Regions from separate parts of the Mus musculus genome. Here region 1 is linked to region 2. A link is a contact called in public Micro-C data. All regions are on one chromosome and are shown on one strand. Each heading gives the region's core, a stretch centred on a gene start, on an enhancer-like site or on the middle of the called end of the contact. The rest is flanking DNA. Distances are from core to core; before and after follow the strand shown.

What was found. A called contact is a pair of places that touch in the nucleus more often than the background predicts.
Region 1: a contact with region 2 is called in a Micro-C map of macrophages, with 9 times the contacts expected there. The contact joins two enhancer-like sites. A contact is called at or near these places in 5 of 39 promoter capture datasets (cranial neural crest, embryonic stem cells, liver and 2 more), 5 of 484 Hi-C or Micro-C datasets (bone marrow-derived macrophages, epidermal suprabasal cells and macrophages), 2 of 115 datasets of contacts at active chromatin or transcription factors (bone marrow-derived dendritic cells and bone marrow-derived macrophages) and 2 of 9 other capture datasets (bone marrow-derived macrophages and embryonic stem cells).

The regions. Positions count from the first base shown.
Region 1 is chr6:53,708,999-53,715,485 of GRCm38.p6, reverse strand. No RefSeq gene overlaps it. Among named protein-coding and RNA genes, the nearest start is that of Tril, 110 kb to the left of the region's middle. Within about 2 kb of position 2,160, at least 42 of the 459 cell types and tissues checked have an H3K27ac peak or open chromatin away from gene starts, as enhancers often do. A contact at or near this core is called in bone marrow-derived dendritic cells, bone marrow-derived macrophages and macrophages, where this site is marked.
Region 2 is chr6:53,443,791-53,450,251 of GRCm38.p6, reverse strand. Creb5 (cAMP responsive element binding protein 5) reads right to left here. Exons shown (of 11, transcript NM_001327821.1): 5 at 2,534-2,706. Among named protein-coding and RNA genes, the nearest start is that of Gm38815, 25 kb to the left of the region's middle. Within about 2 kb of position 1,496, at least 77 of the 459 cell types and tissues checked have an H3K27ac peak or open chromatin away from gene starts, as enhancers often do. A contact at or near this core is called in bone marrow-derived dendritic cells, bone marrow-derived macrophages and macrophages, where this site is marked.

The DNA.
Region 1 (6,487 bases), core at 911-3,410, 260 kb before region 2:
TAAGAAGGCTACATCATGAGAGAGATGACTACAGAGCTGGTTGCCCAAATAGCTTTTTCCCCTGTCATGTTTTGATGGTTCCCGCCTGTTTTCCTAAGGCAGAAGAAGATGGGTTGAGCCTCTTGGGGGGGGGGGGGTTACTGTTTCTTTCCTGAGATGCTCAGTAGAGATGATGAACATGGGCCAGGGTGGGAAGCAGGGAGGACCCGGCTGAAATTTTGGCAAGGGCCGCAGAGTGGGCCCCACCTAAACACTGACAGAACACACGGTCCTGGTCCAAGCTGTTCCACAGATGTGAGCTGGGTGCCTCCCAGCTCCAGCTGATGTGGCTTAGTAGATGAAGTGGCATTTTCCCCTTAGGAGTCTCCAATGCTGAAATCCTCTCAGGGGATTGGCTGCTTATGATAACGCGTGCTTGAAGATAGCCCTCCACGCCCGTCTTTGGGTGACCTCATAGGCAAGAGGCAGAGTGGCCTCTGAAGGAAACTTGCAGAGTGGAGACTCCCGGGTGGGCGAGGTTCCCTTCCTGGTTTGGTAATCCTTATGACCCCACAGGGTATGGAGAGTGGTGTGAGGGTCTGGTCTCACACAGCTGTCGGGTGGGAAAGAGGGAACTGAGGCAGGAGGCGAGACTGCTGGCTCAGATATTTATTAGTTCACTGAGCAACTGCTGAGTGACAGGGGCTCCTCGCTCCCAGCAGGCGGCCATTCATGGAACATATTTTTAACGTGAATCGCAAGAGAATTAACAAAAATATGAAATGGCTAATTAGACTGCCATCTCACAAAGGCCCTGCCTGATGACAAGTTTCTTGGTCGGTCTCACCGGTTGCTGGTTTCCAAGCAGAATGAAGTCAGAGGCCATGAATCCTGGTCTCAGGCGGGGCCGCGGGGTGAGGGTTGCGGGGAAGAAGGGGATAAGGGTGGATATTCAGCAGGCCTTAATGTATTCCTAATGTGTTGGTGAGGTAAGCGTCTTCTAGAAGCCTCTGGGGTGGGGGCTGGGGAGGGCACCTCAGTTTGAGGTGGGAGCAGTGGTCTAGACACACAGAGTAATTCTAGAGAATCTGTTCTTTGTGCGACCAGTGGCAGAGTGGCCAGAAGGCTTTCTGGGAGATTTTAAACTCAGGAGCTGGTAACCCAGTTCTCGAGATCAGAAGAAGGATAGAAACTCGACTCTATTCGTTTGTGTAGGACTCACTATATCCCTGAAGGGTATACGAAAAATAAGTAAAATAAGGCTTTCTTCATTGTTTGATGGTTTATACTGCAGTTTCCCCATATTTAGAAGCAGAGTCCATGAAAGGCAGCATTGCTGGGTCATACTGAAGACTCTATAAGCTAAGCTTGGAAAGGATTTACAATATTCGTCTGTAACCTCATCTCACAAAAAGGAAGGAAGGAAGGAAGGAAGGAAGGAAGGAAGGAAGGAAGGAAGGAAAGAGAAAGAAAGAAAGAAAGGAAGGAAGGAAGGAAGGAAGGAAGGAGAGAGAAAGAGAAAAGACAAGATGAAGAAAAAGTTCTGTCCTGGGAATGAATAGAAGAGAGCAGCAAGGCCCTTTCTTTCATCTTCACGCAGACAGGCAGGCTAGCAGCCTAAGTCTAAGTAGGACTGGGGTTTTGGCAGCACCAGAACCCCAGATACTTCGGTAACCATTTTGCCATACAAACTACACAAAGTTTAGGGGCTCCAACGGTCATTGGTCTCCAAGAACAAAAGGCAGATCACCGCTGAGCCAGGTTCTATTTATCTCTAAGACTATTTACGTATTCATCTATTTAATTGTCCAGTGCCAGAAACAGAGTAGAATGAAATTGTTAACTCTTTCTGGGCAAGTGCTCTCCCACTGAACTCGGCCACACTGCTTTTGAGTTCCCTCCCCCCCTCCTCTCCCCTTCCTTCTTTCCTTTTGTGGGATGAGAGATCAAGCCCAGGGCCTTGTAGATTAAGAAACACGCATGCTGCCAGTTACACCCTTTCCCCTTCTCCTTAAGCTCAGTTACACGATGCCAACGGACTGACTCGGTGAATACGCGCCACTCCCACTCGGAGCAGAACTTGCCCGGAAACTCAGTCACATCCTACAGATACAGGAGTTAAGAACCAGCCACTCACTGTTGCCCTCAAGGGGAGGGAACATTTCATTCTGTACAAGTCAACTTACAGAGCTTGTACTTTCAAATGCAGAGAGCTGGGGATGAGGAAGCTATAAAACCACAGGAGGCAATGCTGTTCTCCTTTGCAGAAATGGTGATTTCTGTCTCTGTGGCTCCCTGACAGCAGCTCCTCTATGAATGTGACTGTTGGTCTGCGTGGACCTGAATGGTTTTCTATTGTTCAGGCCCCTGATGTGCAGACGCTTATAAGAATCGATCAGTAGGTTAGTCAATCAATCAATCAATCAATCAATATCAAGTCATCCACCCATCTTTCTATAAACAAAGCTAAGGATCGAGGAAGACACTGCCCAAGCCTGGCTTGATGAGGACTGTTATCCTCCGGCAAGCAGCAATGGTTCTGCTGTAGAGCATAAAAGAATGGTTTACTGTCCCACTTTTCAGATCCTACTCATCTGTCAGACAGGAAGCACACGCAGATTTCTCTAAATATATTTTACCAGTGACAGAAAATCTGAAAGTTAAAGCCAGGAAGGTGTTTTCCATGTTTCCTTCAGCATAGGAGTCCACAGGAACATTCAACATCGAAGCTTTGTGAATAGTGTTGGATGCTTATTAAAAATAAGGGACATAGATGACCAGCGTCTTGAGCAGCTCTTGCCAGTAAAGGGTTAGGGCTGTTCTGGTTCTAGAACCCACGTCTCAGGAAGGAACCATCCGAGATAACACAGAAAAAAAGAATTCTGTTTCTTGTCTAACAACTTAAAATCCCCATTCTCTGCCTTTCTCCTTAAATCTCAAAGTTGGTTTCGCTGAGGTTTTCTTGTAAAATTTTAGGGCTTTAATTGCATTTCTGCGGCGAGTCACCTTTGAGCTTTCTGTACTTTCTACATCAAGAAGTGTCTTTGCTGTAACGAGGAAAATATAGACAGATGTTTGCTCTTATCTAGACTGAGAACAGTTCGGAGGGCCCAGACTAAATGGGAAGGTGGCCTTGTGCTCTGAGCCTGTAACCAGGAACTATGGCCTATCAACAGAGTCTAATGGAATGGTCAACACAGAAAGCTCCTTTTAACCTCTGTAGCACTTAACATGATTGTCCAGTAAAATATTAGCCCCAAGGCCACTACTGAGTGGGAGGTCAGAAAAACTGGCTAATTTGGGACCCACTGGATTGCATGAGCCATAGCATCATTGAGATTAATGCAAGTCAAGGAGCCTCATGTCAGGGATGTGAGCATGTCAGGGATGTGAGCATGTCAGGGATGTGTGCATGTCAGGGATGTGAGCATGTCAGGGATGTGAGCATGTCAGGGATGTGAGCATGTCAGGGATGTGTGCATGTCAGGGATGTGTGCATGTCAGGGATGTGTGCGTGTCAGGGATGTGTGCATGTCAGGGATGTGTGCGTGTCAGGGATGTGTGCATGTCAGGGATGTGTGCGTGTCAGGGATGTGTGCATATCAGGGATGTGTGCATGACAGGGATGTGTGAATGTCAGGAATGTGTGCATGTCAGGGATGTATGCATGTCAGGGATGTGTGCATGTGTCCTAGGGTGGAGAGCTCTTAGACTCCTGGATCAATTATTTTCTTCCAGGACAAGGTCAGTGTACCCAAAGGAGAATGGCTAAGAGCTTTTCTGAGGTTTCACAAGTTACATGCTCATCACATTTGGACTCTCTACTGGATTTTGTCGGGGGGAAGAGGGGCCTTTCATATTGGATGAAATATCTGAGCAATCGGTTCCCAATACTCTTAAATAAGACTGTTATATTTTGTTTTGTGTTGAGGTCGTGTGTGTGTTTGTATGTGTGTGTATGTGTGTGTGTGTGGAGAGAGAGAGAGAGGGAGGGAGGGAGGGAGGGAGTTATTGGCATTATTATAGAAGTTAGTAGAATATAAATATACTCAAACACATTTACAAACCTTGTCTCAATGCCAAGCTCTGTATTGAGTACCATAAGAGACAACAGAAAAGAGTAAGTTACAACACAGTTCCACAGATGCGATATTCTACTAGGTGAGTGAAACAGAGATGTAAATAGTGACATGAAGCAGACTGTGATAGACTACGGTAAAACGACTACTAAAACCTTATGAGAGTAGATAAAAACACACATTGCAATTCTCAGTAAGGGACTTGGGCCTGAACTTGGAGGACGTGGGAGTTTGACAGGCATTGGTAGGATGAAGGGGTGAGCAAAGGGATTCCTGACAGAGGAATGTCTGTAAACAAATTCATTCCCGGGTAAGGGGCAGGTCTGCATGGTGATCCTCGTTCCTGGGACTAGGGAATGAAGCAGGAAGGTGGGAAAAGACGTGGAGGATTGGAGACATGCTTGTGAGAATTTGCAGAATTTTATTGTCAATGTATTAAAGTCCCTGAATCTGGGATTTGCTTGGAGCTTAGTGAAGAGCCACAGAAGGCAGTTCAGTTTAGAAATGGGTGTGTGTGTTTGTACTAGAGTGGCCTCTGTCTGCACACATATATGTGTTGTGTAAATATTTGCAGTCATGTCAGGGGAAAAGAAGAAGGCATCAAAAGGGAAGCAGGGAGCGCTGTGGGCTGGGCCTGTCTTGGACTTTCCCTGGTGTATAAGAAGGAACTAAGATTTGTGTGTCAAACCAGAAACACGTTTGGCAATGCCAGTAGCGAGGCTGTGGCCTTAAGGGTGCCAGGGTTCTGGATCCTAGGAACCTGACTTTTCACTCTCTTGAAGGGCTGTACTTATCAGTCCCAAGACCGCTGGGTACTTGGTCTTCGGCATACTTGAGGTATCCTGTGTTCCCTTTGGATGTCATTACTTGATAGCCTTCCTGCTGACTTTGTCCTATTGTAGGATAGCTTTCTGCTGGCCCTGTCCCCTGCAGACTGTATATAAGATGCTGTACTTAGTAAACTTGTTTAGCACAAGTTGTAGCTTAATGAAAGATCTCCTAACCCCAAATGTCCTATCTTCTTTGTTATTACTGATTTCTGCCCCCTTCCCCTCAGGAACCTATCACTGAAGAATAATAACCTGTTGGTCCTCATCAAGAGAAGACTGAGATGTTTGTGTTTGAAGGAGTGAGTGGATGGTAAAGCAGTTTTAGAAAGGAATGGCTGTATGGTAGCCATTCTATGCCACAGTCGTCTAGCTGAGAGGTAGCAAGGTGCAGGGAGAGGGGAGGCAAGGCAAACGGGCAGGTTCAGGTGTTATGTTGAAAACAAAACTGCCTGGCTTGACATCTAGTAGAACCGAAAATCAGAGGGAGGCATGGCAGCTAAGGATGAGGTCCCTGCCACACCTACCCCATACTCCGAGGCCACGCTTAGCTTATGGTTGGGAGTTGGAACAAGTAACTACTTTGCATACTCTTTATTTAACGTAAGTGCAAATGAGGGCCGGGTTATAATTAAGGCCGAAGGCAGACACATGGCATCGAATGGAGATTATGAGAGGAACTAGGTTCTAAGTCACAATGAGGGAGTTGTTCCTCCAGAACTGACTGGTCTAAGGGACGGAATGACTCACCAAGGAAGACGCCCATTCGTGAGATGAAAAGCCTGTGGGCATCTGTGATTCTTCTGTCCTCCATATTTCACTCAATAGTAGTAAGGTGAACACAGTAATTCGGTGTTTACCCACTAAAAAGCAATAGAAAGGATGCACATGGGATGCGTGTGTGTATTCTTACGGCTCCTGGAGAATATTTGAGTTGAGCATCACCCATCCACTGTCTTTTTTTTTTTTTCACAATTGTGGTAAATCTTACTAAGTGACCCTAGAGGCGAAGTCTCTTGGATCAGATTACTCTACATCTAGATTAGGATGGAACGGGGTAGGGTGTGTGTGTGTGTGTGTGTGTGTGTGTGTCTATTTCCCCAGTTTTTGGAGAATGGACTGCTCAGGTTCATTCATGGTCAGACACTCTTTGCTACTTGTTTACGTGTCACTATCGGGACACATCATCAACATTGTGTAAGCCTTAAAAGGTAACTTTCAACACACAACACTGCGAGCCAGGGAGGAGAGAGAAGAGCAGCGCTCTGTATTAAGTGACATCATTTTAATCTCTGTTCTGACATTGAAAGTTCGATTCAAGAGATACAGAGGCTACAGGGAGGTGTCACAATGCTGGTTTTCTTTGTGTGGCAAAGCAGCTGTTAAAGAATACTGCACTTTACTTAAGTGAGTCTCCCACGGCTGGTTTAATGGATGCGCCTGAACATAAAAATTGCACAGTCCTGACCTGTGTCTGTTCTGGCCCCTTGTTCTGGAGAAGTGGGCAAGTCCTAATTGCATGATTTGGCTGTTTGCATACAAAAAGGGAACTCAAATGCATCTTATAAGTGAATACTTGGAAAGGGAGTAGAAATCCATCCA
Region 2 (6,461 bases), core at 247-2,746:
GGAGGGAAGAAGAGAGAGACAGAGACAGAGACAGAGAGAGACAGAGACAGAGAGACAGTGAGAGAGAGAGAGAGAGAGAGAGAGAGAGAGAGAGAGAGAGAGAGAGAGACTTGGCTACAGAATCTAAGCCCCAGTGAAAGGGAAGAAAAGACAGGGATAGGAGTCAGGCAGTCCCGTCTCCTGCAAAGTTCCAGTTGTGAATACACCCGCTGGCCACAGCACAAGAGTGTTATGCGTGGGCACAGGTGGGTCCCAGTCTCTCTGGCTGGATGCAGCTTCAGCACCTAGCCTGAATGAAGACTTTCATTGCTGTGTGCTGTTTTTGTTGGCCAATCGCCATGACAAACATTTGCAGGTGGCTTGGCCAGATTTTGACACTTAAATATTTGAGGTTGTGATAAAAATCAGAATATTACTACAATATGGTTCTCTATGCTCATGCATGTGCCCATACGCACACACACACACACACACACACACACACACACACTAGAAATTTTTAAAAAGCTATCTGCAATTTCAAATGCTCATTTGCCGACATCTCCCAGGGGAACTCGTATTTTAAAATGAGCACTCATTTCCTCTTTGCTGAGGGAAATAAAAGAGCCAACCATCCCCAAGTGTTACCACCTAGGGTTCCATACTCAATCCACTGGTGAGAAGGGCAGGGCTGGGTCCTGCTGAGCCCCTCGATCATCTGGGCAGAGCTTTGGATGGGTCACGTGGAGGAGAAGAAGCCCAGGAGTGACAGGATGTGGGGGTTTTGAATCAACAGAGTAAGCACAACAGGGAAGGATCTGGAGAAAAGAAATAGCCTCCCTCAAGCTGGGCAACGAGACAGAGACAGAGCCCTAGAAGTAACAATTATCTCCTAGAACACATACACACAACGCCCCCAAGAAGCAGAAAGAACGGCAGAGTGACACAGCCTACAAATGTCACCCAAAATGTACAGTCTGGGGCCAGCTGGGTAAATTATTGACAGAGTCAACACCCATCTTAAAATTTAGTGCTAGCCTTAAAAGGATTGCTTCATAAAACCCAGTGCTGCGTTAACAATGGGGAACACTAAGGGCCTCAGAGAGGGTTGTGGGCAGGGGTACAAGGGGCAGGCGAGGGCTGCAGGGGGGGAAGAATGCTGTAAAACTGCTAGTAAACTCTAGCACATTTTATGCTTTTCCCCCCTTGAAAGAAAAATAAAATAATTATAATTAGCTGGTCCAGCTGTGAATTGTCTGCCCGCAGCCAGGGCCCAAGAGAAAAAGGAGTCCCCCGGGATGCAGACACCATCTTTAATGAAGCCACATTACCTTCCAAGGACATTGTGGTTTAGAGATAGTGGCAATACTTGCTTTTCAAGTTGCTTGAGAAGAAACCATTAGCAAAGATACTTGGCTAGGACGATACCCGCATTTTAAAGCAAAAGCAAGGACCCGGACATCCACACTCACTGCCTGTGCTTTGTCCCTCTGAGTCACCTAACCGAGAAGTCTGAGACACAGTTCCCTATTCTAGGGCACTCAAGGAGTGAGCCAAGGCTTTGTCCTGTGCCCACTCTTGTTCTCAGGGAAAAGGCACTAGGAAAAATTGTAAGGAAGCCTCAAAATTGTGTTTTAAGTCACCACAGCTAGTAGCCCCCTGAGAATTCAGACTGCATTTGGAGGTGAGTACAGCACACAGCAAGTTCCCCTTCTGGTTTCAGGGGCAGCCAATTGCCAGTGCCCATCAATGTACGCACAAGAAGTCAGTGCCTCTCTTCAGAGGCATGTAAAGAACAAACTCCATCCTCATTCTGGAGATAAGGAAGTGGGGAGGTTAAGAATTCGGCGTTTCTAAGAAATTGATGAGTAATGCCCGCATTGCTGATGGTCAGACCACACTCTGCAGCAAGGGGCCAAACCAGTCATATGATGTAAAGAAGCGAGAACAATTTCCAAGACATGATATGTATAGATGTCAAGATACTTCTACCAGTTTCCCTCAAGGTCTTAATATTGCCTTGTTTCATAAATGAGAGGGAAGGGCCCTGCTTACAAGTATAGGCCAATGGAAAGGCCAGGAAGGGCTGACGAGAAAGAAATAACAAGAAAGAGAGGTGGGAAGAAAGACCAGAAAGAATGGCAAGTTGTGGAATACACAGGTGTCCCAGCCAAGCAGCTGCAAACCCCCTAGGAAGGAGTTTGTGGTTGGGGTCACACTGCCAGGAGGTGCCTGGGCTAGCAGAACTCCTCTCTGTTGCCACCGACCATTGCTCCTGAGCAGTCTTCTGCGGTCTGCATGACACCACTAATTTTGTCTGCCATTCACAAATCTTATTTGAAGAAATAAGGTCACATAATGAATAGCTTTCCCCCTCGACATCTAGGATCAAAATAGCCCCAAGCAAACGGAGACGCCTTTTCTCATCCAAAGCATCACTCTTTTGGCAGCATCATATCAGACGGGAAAAACAACAAATCCAAGCACTAGAACCAGGGAGAATATACAAAAGGTTGCCTGAGCTCTTCCAGAGACAGAGAGGAAGTCTTCTTACCCAATCTGGCGGTTGGTGGAAGGAGCCTGAGTGATGACCGAGCTGGACTGGGGAGAAGGCATGGCTTGCTGAATCACAACGCTGCTGTCATGGTTGGGCATCCGAGTGCTGCCTAGCTGGTGAGCTCCGGGTCCCGTCATGGTCCCACCAACTGTATTATGCATGGAGATATTCTGCCCAGAGAAGACAGAGGAGAAAGGTCAGAAGGAGCCAATGTTTCATCTACTCCCCACACCTCCAAGGCCAAAGCTGGAAATCTGACCGTGTTGCCTAAACAGAGTTAGAGCTTCTAGCAAGGCAAGGATTCATTTTTCTTGCTATACCTGAACAGTTAAGAGGAGGTGCAAAATAAATACTTATCCAAAAAGTGAAACATACCTGGAAATAAATGCCTTGACATTTGCTGAGCATACTGCCACCAGCCATCCTGAGGGAAGGCTCATGTGGCAGGAAGTAAGGATGGGTAGTGTATACCTCACCTGACTAAGTGATGCACACTGCACCAGAAAATGGTGGTACAGGGTGCTGTGATCTTGTGGATTTCATCCATCTTGATTCCGTGTATGCATCATACCAGGTCGATTTCCTTGCTTTCAGTTCTACAACACTATAGCCACCTACCTTCTTTTCAAAGAATCATATTTTTCTAGATATAATCATGGTGCTAAACAATCTATAAACTGTGTAGATTCCAATATAAGTTCTAAAAGTAGGTTCTAATGTAGATTCTACAATGTGATGGCTCTACTAGATCAAATTGGGGCCCTGGGCTCCAGTGTCAAGAATAACACAACATATTTCCATGTCTTAAAATCACCCTCTGGCAACCACATGGATTATTGGAATGATGGTACATGGAGCAGAGTAGCCCTTCAACAAACGCTATTGCCCAGATGAACTAAAGAAGCAATATCCGAGTCACACAACGGGCTACTGCCATGCCTGGATTTCTGATGATCCTGATGAAAGCTGTGGGGTTTGAAATAAGCTAAAACAAAAATGCGTTAAATAAGTATATTAGGTAGAAAAGCAAGCCAGTGGGGCACCAAGGTGGGAATGCATATGGAGGCCGAAGAAGACTGATCAAGGCATGAGGGCTGACATGTGACAAAGTCAGAACCTGGCAAACGAGAGAAGATGCACGGACATCAAGGCACAGGCAAGAGTCTGCAGCAGACCCCTGGGCAGGCAGGCAACATGTCCGTCAGCCTAGAAGGGCCGGGGAGTTCCAGAGGTTGATAGGAAAATAAGATGAAGATGCGGGGGAAAAATGGAGTGTCACTTGCAATTCACTTGAGGGAAAAAAAAGTATATATTTGTCCACACTTTGGTGTTACCCAGGGGGAAAGAAATCAAAGGAGATCATGAAGTGGCCCTTTGAATTTCTTCTGCCAAGAGCAGGATTTCCTGCACTATGTGTTAAATGACAGTGATAACATGTCAGGTACTGGGGGTGGCTACACCCATCACGTGACACCTTTCCCAGGTTTCTGATTTCTGAGCCCTAACCACACAATTTGTAATTTGTAAGGAGTTCAGATGGAAAACAGGCACCTGGCTTAGACTGAGTCTTGACTATGTCATCACGGGGTCCCAAAGGCTCAAATATATATACGTGTGACCTGAAAGCTCCTCTTGCACACCGGAAGGATTTTCTGGCATGAGGAAATTCTGTGGCTAGGCAAATGGCGGAGGAAGGAAATGGTGTGTAGAGACAGGTTTCCGTGCAGGCGGGAGTTTGCTGCATTTTCTTTTATAGGATCTAAGGCTTCAAAAGTCACGAGAATAACGATGAAAATATACATCATGTGTTATTCTTCTTAAAAGTGAACTTTAGCGTCCTTACACACCCAGACCATGGTGCGGGTTATCTTCTGTATGTTCATCTCCTCAAAGATACTCATATCTCCATATTTCTTATAATCACCCACATTTCAACACTATGTCCAAAGCCTAGAGGAACTCCGATTCTTCTTTGAAATTCGTGTTATTGTGCTGTTTCCACTGTAATCACGAAAGCTGTACAATTTGATGTTTAGAATTACATCTCTAAGCACAGAGGAGAATATAAAACGCACTGCATTGCCTTAAGTTCCCCAGATGTAGTTTCAAATCCAACCAGTTTGTCCCAAGCATTACTTCTCTGTCTATATCTCCATGCCTGGTCCTACCAGCAGAGGTGGGTTCTCAACCTGTAGGTCACGACCCCTTTAGGGTTGCCTATCAGATATCCTCCATATCAGATATTTCCATCACAGTTCATAACAGTAGTACAATTACAGCTGTGAAGTAGCAAATATAATTTTATGATTAAAGTTCACCACAACATGAGGAACTGTATTAAAGGGTCACAGCATTAGGAAGGTTGAGAACCTCTGCTTTAGTGGGAGACCTTCTTCACTCTTACTTGGCTCTTCTCTCTCCTCCTACCCATACACTACACTGAATGTACAACCCATCACACTGCACACAGGGCCTAGTATGCATGCCCACCCTCAGCCACTGCATGGCTTCTTTGCTTTGAAAGATGTTAACAGTACCATTTATAACATCCCTGATTACTGTAGGACCCTCCCTAACTAATAGTTAATCTACTCCCTTCTTCCCTCTGGTTCTTAGTACCTCGTCCCACCCACCTATTTGGAACTCTCCTGCCTGCATTCTGATCTTACTCCATGTTGGACCCTGCAATATTGTTTTGTTTTGTTTGGATGGCAATGCTCTTAGGTTCTGACTTCACCCTTCACCTATCCCATAGACTATCCATTCTATGGGAAATTTCCACACCTCTCTAATGATGGGAACCATTTCCTCTATAGGAGTTTTCATGAGATTATATCTGTTCTTGATCATATAAATATCTATTCCTTCCCTCATCTGCTACCACACTGAGTAGAACTAAATCCGGTTTTGCTCTCCACTGGGACTCCATCACCACATACCATGTGGGTGTGTGGTGAAGGCAGAGGGCTCAGTGATGCACAGGACAGTATCCCTAGGCTATTCAGACTGTGGAGCCTTCTGCCTTTGTTCCCTGGCCTTGGAGAGTGCTAGCATCTCACCTGCTCACCTTGAAATCCGAAAGCAAGTTAACGGCAATAGAGTTTTAGATGTTTAGGACCATGTCCTCAGGTACAGGCTGAAGAACCTAAGAAGGTCAGAACTAAGGCAGAAGAATGGAGAGAAAAGCCTTTGAAAGTACCCAAAGAAACCCAAGAATGCTCAGTGGTTGGCTTCTGGCCTTTGTTACAAGTGACCAATAATCTTCTTTATGTGTGCCATGTAAACCAGGGAAAGCCAGGCTCAGGAAGCACCACAGGAAACTTGGTTCACTTCTTTTTTTATTTGAAAGCATAGCGTGTTAAATTAGAGAATGAAATTTCAGCCCAAGATGCCAAAGCTTAAAAACCTTTTCTGAAAATCATTAAAAGAAAGTAATTATTATCTAGGAAGAAGGCCTTCTTATTACATCTTCCCCAATAATTTTGAAAGAGCTCTGTTTCTTTCTGAGGTCCTACAAGATGACTTCTGAATTATATTTTCATAATTCCCCTTTACACACACACACACACACACACACACACACACATTCTGCATGCTGACTTCCCTTGGACCCAGAGAGTGATTAAAACACTTTGGAAAAATAAGCAATCTGGCAGTAGCATTCTCATCCTCACTTCACACCTGGAGGTGACTGTTTTCTTTCAGCATTATGTAGGAAATCAAACATGAAATTATTTTCTGAGTTCACGTCGTCCCAATTTTGCATTCAAAATCTGCCATATTGATAAAAGGATAGCATTTTGCATACAGAAAAATTCAACATGCAATTTCAAAAACACAAGGAGTGAGTTATCTTGCTGATTTATTTTTGATAGTGCTGGCGGGTAGATTTGAAGCTAGTGAAAGAATGTCGCCAAACAGACAG